Regions from separate parts of the Macaca mulatta genome. Here region 1 is linked to region 2. Evidence: chromatin contacts called from public Hi-C data. All regions are on one chromosome and are shown on one strand. Each heading gives the region's core, a stretch centred on a gene start, on an enhancer-like site or on the middle of the called end of the contact. The rest is flanking DNA. Distances are from core to core; before and after follow the strand shown.

What was found. Hi-C and Micro-C count contacts between places; a contact is called where the count stands out from the background.
Region 1: a contact with region 2 is called in a Hi-C map of fetal cortex germinal zone, with 2.3 times the contacts expected there. The contact joins the promoter of SPRY2 here to the enhancer-like site in region 2. A contact is called at or near these places in 2 of 14 Hi-C or Micro-C datasets (fetal cortex germinal zone and fetal cortical plate).

The regions. Positions count from the first base shown.
Region 1 is chr17:75,138,678-75,142,268 of T2T-MMU8v2.0, reverse strand. It overlaps SPRY2 (sprouty RTK signaling antagonist 2), which reads left to right and starts at 1,345. Exons shown (of 2, transcript XM_077973882.1): 1 at 1,345-2,079.
Region 2 is chr17:74,819,514-74,823,241 of T2T-MMU8v2.0, reverse strand. No RefSeq gene overlaps it. Among named protein-coding and RNA genes, the nearest start is that of SPRY2, 320 kb to the left of the region's middle. Within about 2 kb of position 1,466, at least 17 of the 40 cell types and tissues checked have an H3K27ac peak or open chromatin away from gene starts, as enhancers often do. A contact at or near this core is called in fetal cortex germinal zone and fetal cortical plate, where this site is marked.

The DNA.
Region 1 (3,591 bases), core at 96-2,595, 320 kb before region 2:
TCCAGGGTAGCTGCGAATGGATTGGGTTAAAGCTGGACGAATGAAGCACCATGTTTTCCTAACACTGCTTTCAAGAACACCCCGCATGGGGCAAGATCACAGGTGCTATTCGGGAGTTTTGACCGTACAAGCAGGTAATTCCCTGTGAAGTAAAAGCATTCTGTAAGTCGCTCGACAGAATGCAGTATTAGGCGTGTGTATGCGCGAGTTTTAATTTTCCACTGGTGCTCCCACGTGAAGGCACATTTCTTAGTAATGGAACGGCAGCTAGGACAGTGCATATGTATGCATTTTCTATGTTTATTTTTTTTTAATGGGAAAGAATAGTACACTTTCAACATGGACAACAGGATCTTAAGAAACGTTCTAGGTGGCAAGAAAAGTGGGAAATGAAGGATGACTTTTAGTTAAGGGAAGAAGGAAATCTGCAGGGAAACAGTGAGCCAACCCTTCCCTCCCCCTCCCTCCCATTTCAGAAGCCCATGCTGTCGCCCTGAGTAATCATATTTCTGTCTATTAATGAATTAAGTTAAAGGGCTTAGACTGTAGACTTTAGCTATTGCATGAAGCAAAACAGTAAGGAAGCTCTTCAAAAAGCCTCCATTCATAGATAACCCCCCTTAAAAATGAAATTCTAATAAACGGAAAAACTACAAGTCGACACAATCAAAAGCCAATCCCAGCAAGAGCAGAAGGTACTTGAAACTCGAATCTGCATTCCGCTCCTCCCGTACAAGGCTCGGAGGTGGGGGAGGCGGTTTGTGCTAGTGCCTGGTGTATAATCGGGTTAATCCAGTAGACAAAGAATAAACCAATAGCCCTCCCACCTCACTTCCCGCTCCCCTTCCCCTCCCCCTTCTTCTCCCCCCGCCCCAGCCCCCGTCACCCCCTCCGCAAAGGGGAACAGAAAAGGGGAGAGGTAGACTTGAAATGGATTCCGGATAAAGTCTTAAAACCTGCAACTTGTTTTTCATGCTAACACTGCGTGGCCTGGATTAGTCTTAAATGTTCATTCCCCTTTCCTGGTGGCAAGGAGAAAGTTCCCTAAGTCAGCTCGAGCCTCTGGCTCGTCCTCATTGCCTCTGGGGAAACCTTAAGGTCAGTGTTTCCTTGAAACTAGATAAACTGACCCTGCAGTGCCCAGCCCGGCCCCGCGGGCGCCCCGCGTGACGGCGCCCGAGCTGCAGGACCGGCCTGGGGACGCGCGGGGCGGCGCGGTTGCCCTTTTGAATGCCTCCTGCGGCTCGGAGCGCTGGCGGGCGCTGGAGTGTGAGTGAATGTAGCCCCGCGGAGCCAATGAGCTGGGACCGGATGCGATATATCCTCTGGGACAACAACTGCTCTGTTCCGCCTCGGATCCACATGACGCCATTTACTGCTGCCGCGGCCGCCGCAGAGCTCCCTGCCTCCTCCGGAAAGGCGAGGGCGCAGGCCAACGGCGAGCCCCCCCCGGGCGGGCCCCAGACCCTCCTTCTCCTCCTCCTCCTCCTCCTCTTCCTCCTCCTCCTCCTCCTCCGCACCCACCGCCCCCGCCTCGGCCTCGCTGCCTCGCCTCCACAACGCCCAGTCTGCACCGCCGAGAGCTGCGCGCCGCAGCGCTAGCGGAGGAGAGGGGCCGGCGGAGCGCGCAGCGCCCAGGCCCCCGCGCCCGCCCGGCCCGGCCCGGCCCGCGCCCCCGCGCAGCCTCGGCTACGACGCGGCTGCGGCCGCACCACTTGGCGATCTGGCTTTAGGTTCTTCGTAAGGCCGTTTTCTTTTCCCATTCGCTCATCTGCCAGGAAAAGGGACTTGCCGTTGGCGCTTCGGCCTCTTGTTCATTGAGAAAAAAGAGGAAATACTCCGCGTGCGCTTCTAGAAGGGGGGTAGTCTCCAGCCCCGCACCCTAGAGTGTTCATCAGCGGGGAATTTGGCTCCGAATTCTCCTCCTTTTTTCTCCCGCCGATTGCTCGGAAGTTGGACTGAAGCAGAGGTTGGAAAGAAAGGGAAAAAAGTTTGCATCGAGATTGGATTTATTTGCACATCGCAGAAAGAAGAGAATCCAAGGGAGAGGGGTTGGTGCAAAGCCGCGATCACGGTGAGGCACGTTTGGCTCTTCTCTTCCTGGCGCCGTGGCCGGCGCGTTGTGGGCAACATGGAGTAGGTGCAGCCGGACCAGGAGTTGGGTCCGTCTCTCCCCGAGCCTCCCCTTCTCAAATCCCGCAGGGTCTTCGCGAGGATCCGGGGCGCTCCCCGCGAACCTGCCTTGCCCGGGGCTCGGGCTCGGCCTGCCTCTGCGGGGACTTCTGTATGCACCCGGTGCAGTGTCCCCGGCAGGCGACCCCGCGCGCCCGCGCTCTAGGGGGTTGGGACAGAGGACAGCTCGCAGCCTGCTCACAGCCGTGCACTGGCCGCGAATTCGGCGCTGAGAGCGAGAGAGGGAGAGAAAGACACTTTGTATTTTCCAGGTCGCCTTTGCAGGCGCCCGCATTTCTAACCTGTTCCTCCTCTTGGTGGAAGGCAAAGTCCGGAGAGAGGCTGTCCCTAGGCGGGGCGCTGGTGGGGCTGGGGTACACGGGTTGCTCGCCTCGGGGGCAGGAGACCCCCAGAGTGAGAAAAAGGCAGAGTGCCGGGTGGAGGGAGTCCCCGCCTCTGCTCAGTGTGGACGGTCTAGCCCGGAGCGGGTGGGAGCGTCGCCCTGCCTGGCGCCGGGTCTCTGCGGTTCGGAAGTGCAGCTCTCTCTCTTTTCCGTTCTTCGTGGTCAGCCTAGGTCACACTTATTTTATTTTTGGAAGCTCAGGCTGACCCAGCGCAGGAAGAAAGTCATCAAGCGGTCGCGATCATTTTCCATTACCTGAAAGTAGGTGGCAAAAGAGGCAGTTTTTTTTTTCCTTTTATTGTTGTTGTTGCTGTGTTTTAATTTGGATTCTTGTGTGTTTTTTACAAAGCAGTTTCTGTGTCCGTTTGCCCCACCCTAGAGCTGAAGTTCTTTTCCCCTAATCCTCAGTCTGATCACACACTGTTCTTAATGGGGGTTTCAAAGCACTTTCAAAGGGGAGGGGGGACTGGGAAAGAGAAGAGGGGCGGAGGTGGGGAGTCCAGCTTCGAAGAAGGAGGCCAGGGATCGGATCGGCAGAAATCACTTAAAAAATAAAATTAAAAAGCCCCCTTTTCTTTCAAAGATGCTACTTTGACTGCAAGCAAATCTGCACCAAAAGTTTACAGCTCCGGGAGCTGGGTTCTGCGCGCCCGGAGTGAGCAGTGGGGCCCTGGAAAATGCCCCTTTTTTTAAAAAAAAAAAAAAAGCAATTTTTCTTTCACTTTAAGAAATATGATATCTTTTTTTTTTTTTTTTTTTTTTTTTTGTCTCTCTCGACCCAAAAGGAGATAGGCGTGTGCAGATTACAGGCAATGCCCCCTTCGGTCAGTGCAGCGTGGAGTCGCTGTGTGTGCGTGGGTTGGACTTGTGCGTCCTGGCTGCGTGTCTCAGGCAGGGCTTTCGTGCTCGCCGTGTCAGGGTGGCAAACCTGTGCCGGATGTCCGAGGGGCTTTGCAGAAAGCCTAGAAGTGGGCAGCGTAACCTGTGCCTCGGGGCGGAGTGGCTCCTTGGGGCTG
Region 2 (3,728 bases), core at 217-2,716:
TAGCTCAGGGTTCCTGAGCAAAGCTCAGCATAATAGCAAAGAGTAAACCGGGGAGTAAAGAGAATGTGCCAAACCTCATATAGAGACTTGAGTTGATACTGAGAGGGAAAGCAAGGACAACACATCCATTTAAAGCTCTGAAATAAATCATGCTGCAAAATGCCTGGGGAACCTCCAATATACCCTGGAGCCCGAAGTACAAGTTAGGCAGCCATCAAGGGGAATTCAGAGAATAACCCCTGAACCCAGGGGTACCTCCCCGAGCAGCATACCCTTCATCCAGGGGAGGGACAATCCAGGGAACTGTGGTGCGCTATTGTCCTCAGTTTGTTCTGGGATTTGGGATGAGAGCCACTTTGCAGAGGAGTAATCACTGAGAAAAGGGATGTAACGGCTCTGGGAAAATTAGATAGCATCTTGAGGAGGTCCAGTAGAATAGGAAGAAGACAAACACATAAACAAAAGCTGTATGCAGTGGTGCAAGCTATAAGAGAAACATATATCAGATATGTAGGGAGCCTAGAGAGGACCATGATAAGTTCTGCTTGGGAGGAGACAGGACAGGTTTGGGAGACTCTCAAACCCTCAAGCGAGACTTTGGAGGATAAGTCCACCAGCATGAGAGTAGAAGGCAGGTACATTGTATGTCTATTTTGTGAAGGGTCCTTACGTGCCATGTGTACTGATAAATCAGTTTCTAAAAGTATCTTGTTCAGTGTGTAATGGGTCACAATAATTACATGATCTTACATATATTTATATAAGTATCAACTTACTGCACACAGAGTACTCCCATGTCTTCTTTAATCCTTACGATAGGACAGGAAGATAGGTCTGGTCGTCCCTAAATTTGCAAAATGAGGACAGAGTTTCAGAGGATGCTGAGCCGCATGCCCAGGGTTGCTGCCGTTTGACTGAGACCAGCTGCCTCCGTATTCATTCATATTCAGCAAACATGCACTGAGTCCCTACACTACTGCCAGGCGCTCTGCTAGATGCTGGGAATACAAAGACAATGCTCAGATGAATTCACAGAAAGGAGGGGGAAACAAATATATAAACAGAATTAAAATACAATGAAGTAAAACCTATTATATGGATTGGCATGTGATTGCTGCTGAGAATATGCACAGATGAGCATAGGAAGAGCTACACAGAACAGGTGCCACTGAACTACATCTAGAAGATGAGTAGGTGTTTAGGGGGTGGAAAAGAGAAAGGCTGTTCCAGGCATGAACACTGCACGTGCAAAGCCAGAGAAACACAAGAGAGCATTACAGGGGGCCAAACTGTGAGAAGTTCAGGAAGGATGGTCCTGGGTTGCTGATGAAAGACCTAGGAGCCAGATCAAAAACAGTCTTTGTAGGCTGTGCTCCGGAGTTTGAATTTTCATGCTGTAAGTGGCTGGGATCCACTGGAGGATTTTAATTGTGTGAGTGACAAGATCAGATTTGTTATTCAGAAAGCACACTCTGGCACAGTTCAGTGGGTGGAATGGAAAGTGGTTACCCTGGAGACAGGCAGACCCATTAGGAAGCTATGACAATAATCCAGGAGAGAGAAAATGAGGATAGTGGTTGGAAGAACGGGCAGATTCAATGACTCTCTGGAAGGAGAAGTGATGGTCAGGAGAGACTCATTGGGTATAAATGCTGAACAAAAGGAAGAATCAACAATGATGGCAGGTTTCTGGCTGGGATTTCTATGTGGATAAGTAAATTATTAACCAAGATGTAGAATACCAAAGGGTTAGCAGGTTCAGAGTAGAATATTACAAATACATATGGGACGAGTCGAATTTTAGGTGTCTCTGAAACCTCTAGGTGAGGATATTATGCACAGTTAATATCTTTAGAATTCAGAAGAACGATTATGACTAAAGGTATAGATTTAAGAGTAATCATCAAATAGTTTGTTGTTGAGGTTTTGGCAATCTCCAAAACTACAAGATCTGGGTACCACTGCTTCTACTCAATTCATTTGCACCATCTCTGAAATAAGTACTAGCTCAAGCTTTGTTCCAAAGTACAAATTAGCATAGCAGCTCAGTAAACAATGTCTCTGAGCTTCTGGAAAGAAAGATGTTCAGTCACCATAAGGCCCAGAATTAATGAAAAGTCAAAGAAATAATAGCTCTATTCTCTAGTTGCTTTTGAACCTCAAATCACTCTTTGGCAACAAGGTAAGAATTTACAGAAACTGCTGAAAAGACCTTCTGGTAAATAGGACAGCAAAAAAGAGTTTGTTTTTAATATTTGTTCTAAACCATATATGTGGTCGTGTTTTGAAACTGCTAGGTCACATACTTGACCTGAATTCCTTTCCTAATTGGAAAGTCAATTTTGATTTTGATTATAGGATATAATTTCTTGACAAAAATATATTTTTTAAAAATTTGATCCTTCTCTTTATACTGTTTTTTTTTAAAGAAAAGATCAAATTGCAGGAATCAGATGATATATGCTTATATAATGAATGTGGTTTGCCTATATTTAATTAGAAGACATTTGTTAGAGGAGAGATACTTTTGCTTACTCATGGACAAACATCAACAACACAAATTTAAAAACACATACATGGAAATGATTTTTTCTTTCTGATTAAGTAGAGATGACCATGATGTTACAGCAGAGCAATGCCAGGGTATTACTGTCATTAACGCTCGGGAAAAACACTAAAGGCCGATTATTTTTCTCCAAATTGTGATATATAGGAAACAATCACCATCTTTATATTTTCTCTTCCCATTCTTATGCATCCTAATTTGAGTCATTGTGGAAAGAGTAGGGGACCCATTTGCCATGCCATATGCTTGCGACATATGGGTCCCCTACTCTTTCAACAGTGACTCAAATTAGGTAAGTTTGATATTCATACCATGTTCACTAGTATGAATATCAAACTTACCGGTAGTATGTAAGAGGAAAGAAGATTATAACAGGTGCTTTATATATTTAATCTTCTCACATAGTTTTCACAATAATTCTATTCTGGGGATTCAATGAACTAATACACTTAAAACTCTCAAAACAGTAATAGTAAACTATTAAAGCAGTAACTATCACATGATACATATTCCATAAATATTTAGTAGTATCATTGCTAATAAGATATGTCTTTTTTTTTTTTTCTGAGGAATCCCATATTCAGGGATGCTAAATGTTTACCCAAAGTGATATAGCTAGTAGGGGATGGGTCCAGGTTTGCAACCGAACTTTGCTTGCCTCGAGAGCTTATGCTCTTTTCATTATTCTGTGCTGCCACTTAGTGACTAGTAACTTTAGTCCCTACTGAAAGCAAACTGTATATTATCAGGGAGAGGCAACAAAAACCCATTACTTCTATCCCTTGATAGCTGACCCCAGTAATCTTTCAATTGACCTATGAATTTGCTTTATATTTGGAAAATAGAGATGCCATTACCTACTCTTCTTTGCCAATACGCTATTCAAATACTCAGTATAGTATATTATCATTTCTATATTATAGATTTCATCTATTATCTCTTTTGATCTTCAAAATAGAACAAATATGACCTAATGGAAAGCACATTGAATTTCTATTTCCACTAACGTGAAGACATTGCATAAGTTAATGAAATTCTTTGAGTCTCAGTTCAGTTACCTATAAAACTAGAGGGTAAAACTAGGTGTTCTCTCTGGCTCTTTTAACAACCTTGCTTTTTCTGTGAAAAAAATTTAAAGTATATTTATTTATTAATTTGTTAA